Regions from separate parts of the Danio rerio genome. Here region 1 is linked to region 2. A link is a contact called in public HiChIP or PLAC-seq data. All regions are on one chromosome and are shown on one strand. The core of a region is the stretch at or near the end of the contact, and the rest is flanking DNA. Distances in the headings are between cores, read along the strand shown.

Evidence for each region. HiChIP or PLAC-seq counts read pairs in DNA pulled down with a chosen protein or histone mark.
Region 1: a contact with region 2 is called in an H3K4me3 HiChIP or PLAC-seq map of gastrula embryo, with 16 times the contacts expected there. The contact joins the promoter of kif2a here to the promoter of slc2a6 in region 2. A contact is called at or near these places in 3 of 18 Hi-C or Micro-C datasets (embryo and sperm) and 2 of 4 datasets of contacts at active chromatin or transcription factors (embryo and gastrula embryo).

The regions. Positions count from the first base shown.
Region 1 is chr8:14,679,594-14,682,854 of GRCz12tu, forward strand. It overlaps kif2a (kinesin family member 2a), which reads left to right and starts at 1,285. Exons shown (of 20, transcript NM_001004664.3): 1 at 1,285-1,486. The coding sequence starts at 1,426.
Region 2 is chr8:14,446,464-14,449,617 of GRCz12tu, forward strand. It overlaps slc2a6 (solute carrier family 2 member 6), which reads right to left and starts at 1,360. Exons shown (of 10, transcript XM_684000.11): 1 at 1,276-1,360; 2 at 1,016-1,169. The coding sequence starts at 1,334.

The DNA.
Region 1 (3,261 bases), core at 35-2,534, 230 kb after region 2:
GGGTGTTGGAGGAAAATTCCTCAATGGTTCTAGTAACATGTCTGCTCTCATACCCATTGCTAGTCATTGTAAAGATTGCATTGCTACTGCTTCAGTCAGATACTTCTCCAAGCAAAATAGATTGTGACCTTTTTTTTAAAGATATATTTTGTACATTTGTGTTCCGACGAATATTCCTTGACGTTGAAAAAGAAAAGCTCTGGTATGACAGTTGTTGTCCCAATAATAAAGCTACAAAAAGAGTAAGATACCCAACCAAGTGTCCTGAATATTTATTTGTAAAAATCATTAATTTATTTATTTATTTGACATGGACATCACAATTACACTGGACATCGAAATGCATTTGTTTAAGTGTTTTAGCAAACTTGCTAATTTTCAACACCTGTCTACAGGAAGCTTGACAAAATTGACAAAACAGAAATAAAATAAATACATATACAACATTATAATTCTTTACATAAACTAATGAAGGCAAAATTAACCAAATAAGTTATGCCCAAACTAAACATTCTCTAAGAACACATAATTCTAATCCTTCATTTCAGATTTTCAGTCTTGTTGTTGTTGTTTTTTCTAAATGTAAATTATAACTACATCAGAAAATCTAAAGGAATATATAAAGGAATAATATTTTTTCAGTCATTCAGTTAAAAACCAATCAAATTTTCACAATGACTTTTTAATGTTTAAAATGTATATCAATAAAATTCACTTTTTAACAGACTTTCTGAAATATGACTGATGTGGTGTTCTGTTTGATCGACATTGCTCAATAAAAATATAAATATATACAGTTGAAGTCATAATTATTAGCCCCCTGACTTATTAGCCCCCCTGTTTATTTTTTTCCTCAATTTCTGTTTAACGAAGAGAAGATTTTCAGCACATTTCTAAACATAATAGTTTTAATAACTTAATGTTACACATAATTTGGGAAATATTAAAAAAAAAAAAAAACTCAATGGGGGGCCACAGCGGAATGAACCACCAACTTATCCAGCACATGTTTTACGCAGCGGATGCTTTTTCAGCTGCAGTTTATCTCTGGGAAACATCCACACACACTCATTTTGTGACTGACTTCTGTCAGTGAAAAGACTTCAAACACATTTGAGTTTTCCCAAAGAGCTCGATCCTGCCGTAGTTGCTTCGGTGGTTACTTTAAAACAGTCCTCCAGCTACCTTGTAGCCAATCATAGCGCAGAAGGCGGGACTTGTGGAGTAAAAAAAAATACACGCACGTCGTACGTCCTCCGCGCACGCGCTCTGAACTCGCTCCCTCTTTTATGTCTTGCGCTGTGGCCGCCTCCCGGTTTTTTGAGCAACACGGAACAACAAATGTGAAAAATTCAAACACAAACACTGTCTTTAGTTCCCACACGCCCGTCTAATTGAGTATTCTCTTCGTCTCATAAATGAGCTATGGCTGTGAACTTCGGCAGGATCGTCGTGGGGATTTATGTGGAGATAAAGCGCAGCGATGGTGAGTTCATATTTGGGTCGCCTGTAACCGTCCGTTAAAGTCGTTGCCCCGGTTCGGCTAACAGATGCTAACGTTACCCCTCAAATAAACCAGAGTGAAGCCACTCGTTTAGATGTCGGGCCTGGTACAAATCAATATATGGCGTTAAGTTTGTTCTGTTGCTGCTGGTTGCCGGGGTAGTTAACGAGCTTATGTCAATCAACAGTGCAACTGTCGGTTTACGTTAGCCACCTGCTAACCCGGGTGGAGTTTGTTTAGTTACTATTCATAATATCAGCGATCTTGTTTGAGCCCAGTTCCGGTTTACGGATTGCGAATTATTAGGCAATTATTTGTGTAATATTGGCAGGGAGCGCAAGCACGTAAATCCTGTAGTTTCTGGATTTATGTGGTTAGCCATCTTAAATCATCTGCAAATGAGTGTTTTGTTTGACAGATTAGGTGTAAGTGGAGTGTGGGGGGTCGCTGGGTTTACTGAAACCTTGTTAAGTTTTGTATTTTGTCGTAAATTCACCCAAGTTTTGGTATCAGTTACATCTTATCAATCACTCATTTGAGTTTATCATGACATCTGAGTGTCTATTTTATTTACAGTAACATATGTTGGCTATTATTGTAGATAACAGGTAGTCCCTTGCTAAAAGTGTTAAGACTTGAAGATGACCAGCAAGTTCCCTTCAACTTGTATGATGTCATTCTTTGGACTCAAGGGTTGAACATCCTAGTGGCCAAAGGAAATGCTGATAACAGGAGTTTGGGATTTGTTGTAATATTATAAACAGAATCAGATAATCATACTTCTATTGATTGAAATAAAGTTGGTTTTATATTTGCACATTAGTTCATTTAATAGTCCTTATACTGCTTTATGTGAATATTAGGTCTGAAATTGCATTTTAATGACTTCAAAACAACATTAGCACTATTTAATTGACTTAAAACAAACTGTGTACTTTGATAGTCATTGGCTGCTAATAAAGTTTTACTACTTAGATTTGTGCAAATAATACTTTTCTGTACAAAACTTCAATATTGTATTGTCGAATTTAATTTATTTCTGATTTTATTTTAGTCATTCTAAAACAGAACCAGTGCGTTTCACGTCTCTTTCAAGTTATTGCACTGTTTGAAGAATAACTGTTTAAAAGATGGCCATTTATTAGATTAGAATTGTCTAGGTATCCTTTATGGCCGCATGTTTCTACTTCACCTTGTAAAATTAAAATAATGTAGGTGCAGCTTATTGCTAAATAGTATCACAATTCTGAACTAATGTCTTGGAATTTTGTGTTAACATTTGCAGTTCTGACTTATTTCTCGCAGTTGACAGTTTTTGTCATTTTGTTAACATCTGGCATTTAACTTTTAGATCACTTAGAATTGTGTGAAATAAGCTCAATACTACCACTGAGTTTTTAAGTTAATATTGTGAGAGAAATTCTGAGAAGAAAAGTCATAAACATGAAATATTGACTTGGCAAGAAAGTCAGAATTGCAATATAAAAGTCACCATTATACTTTAAAATGTATTTTGTGCATGATAGAATCAAGCTTCCATGATAATTGGCTCAAGGCAAAACATAAAATAATTGTAGAATTTAAAATAACTCTTTATTAATAGCAAAAAAAGTAAAATTGTTACTATTATTTCTACTAAATCCACATTGTTGTTTTTATTATCATTGGTACTAAAAAAGCCATTCATAATATTGTTTTTATTAGTTTATTTGTCATTTTAGTTAATGCTGAGTTAAAAAGCAGAAAGAAAACATACA
Region 2 (3,154 bases), core at 110-2,609:
AGGCACACACTAATCATGCACTAACTTTAACTAAAGCATGAGTCACAAGAGTTCATGTGTGAATAACAGCTACCTTAATTACATATGTATGTGCTTGTACATGTTGATAATTAATGTATTAATTAACATTTAACTTTAAGTAAAATTAACTCACGAGCTGTTAATGTATAATTATGGTGCGACTTAACTTGGAGGGGCACATAACATTAACTCATCCTTTACTCATCAACTCCTGTGTTCATGTAAACTGTTCATGTAGATGTTAAATGAACACTTTTTCATTGTTATTCAGAGTAAACGCACTAGACGGTCGTGTTATTATGAGTTAAGAATGGGTTAATGATGATGTGCCCCTCCAAGTAAAGTCATGATACTTAAACACTAACATATCATGATGTTAAAATAATCATAAATTAATGTGCTAATTAATACATTACTTAACAAACAAGCATGTACTAACAAGGGCTTTATTCACAAATGAACTCATGTGACTCATGATAGTTTAAGTTAGTTCATTTTAGTTAAATTAAATTTTAACACATCATTATTTATATTGTTATTGTAAAGTGTATGTAAATGCACATATAAGCATATGTAGCCAATATGGTTCCACTTAAAAGTATGCTTTAACTAAAAAGCGAGCCATTTAGTCCCAAATAGTATTTAAACATGACATCTATAGTATATTTATAAATTAGCATAATGATAAAGTTTACTTAAAAAAAAAAAAGTACAGGAGACTTAAACTGCTGTATAACACTGAAAAACACAAAGAAACAAGGATCTGAAAATCTGACTATTTTAGATGGCTTAAATATCAGTTAAATATCAAGATTTTCCATACACATACACACACACACACACAAAAAACACCTTGATTTGCAACCCGACTCTATGGAATGATTTCGGGTAGTTTTGATGGGAAATTACCTAAAGGGGAAGTGCCAAACACTATTTATAACAAAGCAGACTCAACGGTAAAGGTAAAAAAGATAAATAATAATAATAATCTTACACCAAACCATGATATCTGATGGACGTTCATTTGCAGCCGAGTGTCATCTCCTTGTTTAAGCTGAGGGATGACAGGGGAAGGGAACACTAAAGCAAATCCGAAATTGAAATTGCCCAGGACCGCTGAAAACACCGCAAGGTAGAGCTTTCCATGACTGGAAAAGTACAGGAGCACAAAGCAGGGATGAAATAAAAACTGTGTCAGAAAAATGTTATTGAGATAATATAATTCAAATAAAGTATAAGAACAGATAAAGTAACCTTATCCGGGGTGGTGAGTTGTTAATTAACGGGGTCGCTTCATCCGAACGGTCTGCCATCTCTCCTCCGTCTTACCCTGCAGACTGAATGACTTGGAAGCACGAACGAGTATAAATGAGAGCAAGTGAAAGTAAAACTCCATTTTTGCAATACTGGGATTTCTTAGTTCTTAGGGTAGACATGGTTCAAAAGAATTAAGGAAGCAAAATAAGAGCTTCCTCATTGTGTGCTCAGCAACCACAACTTATACCGTCAGCAGCCGCAACGCCATTCAGAAAGAAAAGATCCAGTGCCAAAGCTGAAGGAAGTTTACAAGTATATGGGAACAACAGCTCGGCATATACCCAATTATATTCATCTGTATCCATATTCTACTGCATCCCATAATATTACGCAGCACCAAAAATGTAAAATATATATATATATATATATATATATATATATATATATATATATATATATATATATATATATATTGAATATATTTAATATATTTTTGTGTACGGCAGACGGCAACTCGCCGTGACGCAGATTCCCAAGTCTGTGTGCTCCTATCAGGTGAGCCCTCTTCAGCGCTCCGCCATGACAACGAGATAGCAGTGACGTGCCTTGTAAAAATTTGCATCTGCATTCCTATAAAGCTCGTGTGCTCTCTGTCATCGTTGTCAGTTCGCTCGGTGTTGCTGTTTGTACTTGACCAAGGTGAGTTCATTACCGACGGTACGAGTGGAGCCACGCCAATCTCACGAAGTCCGCTTCGTGAAGCTTCACTCGGGCCGTCTGTGCTGTAGTTCCTTGTGGTTTACGTACATAAACGTAACATCGCAAGGAATATTACTGTTTGTTGCTCGAAATGTGCCGCCGAGCAACATCCAGTGAATACTGGCACGGCCTGGCGCCCGGTCTTCTCGTGCACTCCCTGGGGCGAGGCGGCCTTTGAGCCCTAGGCAGGGAACAAACAACCCAAGAGGACCCTCAGGGAAACACGGGGGGCCGGTAGTGGGACGTCGCTGCGAGGGTTATGGTGGGTGGGAGTAGCGAGGCCCACTCATCGTCTATTTTAAACAATAGTTTCAAACTTTAGTTTACTATAGTTTGAAATAGACACCATGGTAACTGTTATGATTTAACTTTATACAAAGAGTTTAGAATGACCAAGAGCAACAGCCTCGGATTCCGCCATTTTGAAGTGAAAGCGATCGGCCCGTCCATTGGATCTCATTGCTGTCGCTATGGAAAGCAGCTGCTTTGTTTTTATTTAATTTATTCAAAAAGCGCGTTATTGTTTCCCAAATTGTAGAGTGTCGCCTCTTGGTGATTCTATGCTCTTTGCTCTTTGTCTGACTGTTGTAATGTTTTGCTTTGTTTTTCAGCTAAGCTGTTGAGCAAATAAGGACTATTGAAGACAACAGTTGAAGACAACCGCGGGTTATATTCACGAGTGCGCGCGTTATAATGTTTCCGGGTTGTTTTCTGAAAGTTTGTCTTGTTTGCATGTCAAACTAAATAAACTATACTCTTTCTAAACACCTGTCTCGTGTTTTATTTGTCCTCTACAGCAATGCACTGTCATGTAAGTCTGTTGAATGCATTTGTATGCAACATGGTTTGACAATACAGTATTCTAACAAATAAATGGTTGTTATTAATGTACCTTCATTAGTCAACATTTGGTGTAGGTAATAAAAAGTTAATCAAAGATGTCCTAAGACATAAGGGTTATGTTATGGTTGTTTCATAACTATGTTTAATATTATTCTGTATGATTAAAACCAGCAAATTATACTATATATTTAACATGTCATGAACTTACTGTTATTATAAAATTTGCTTATTAAAATGTCCTAAGACATGAATGGGTGTTGTTTTGATTTAATGG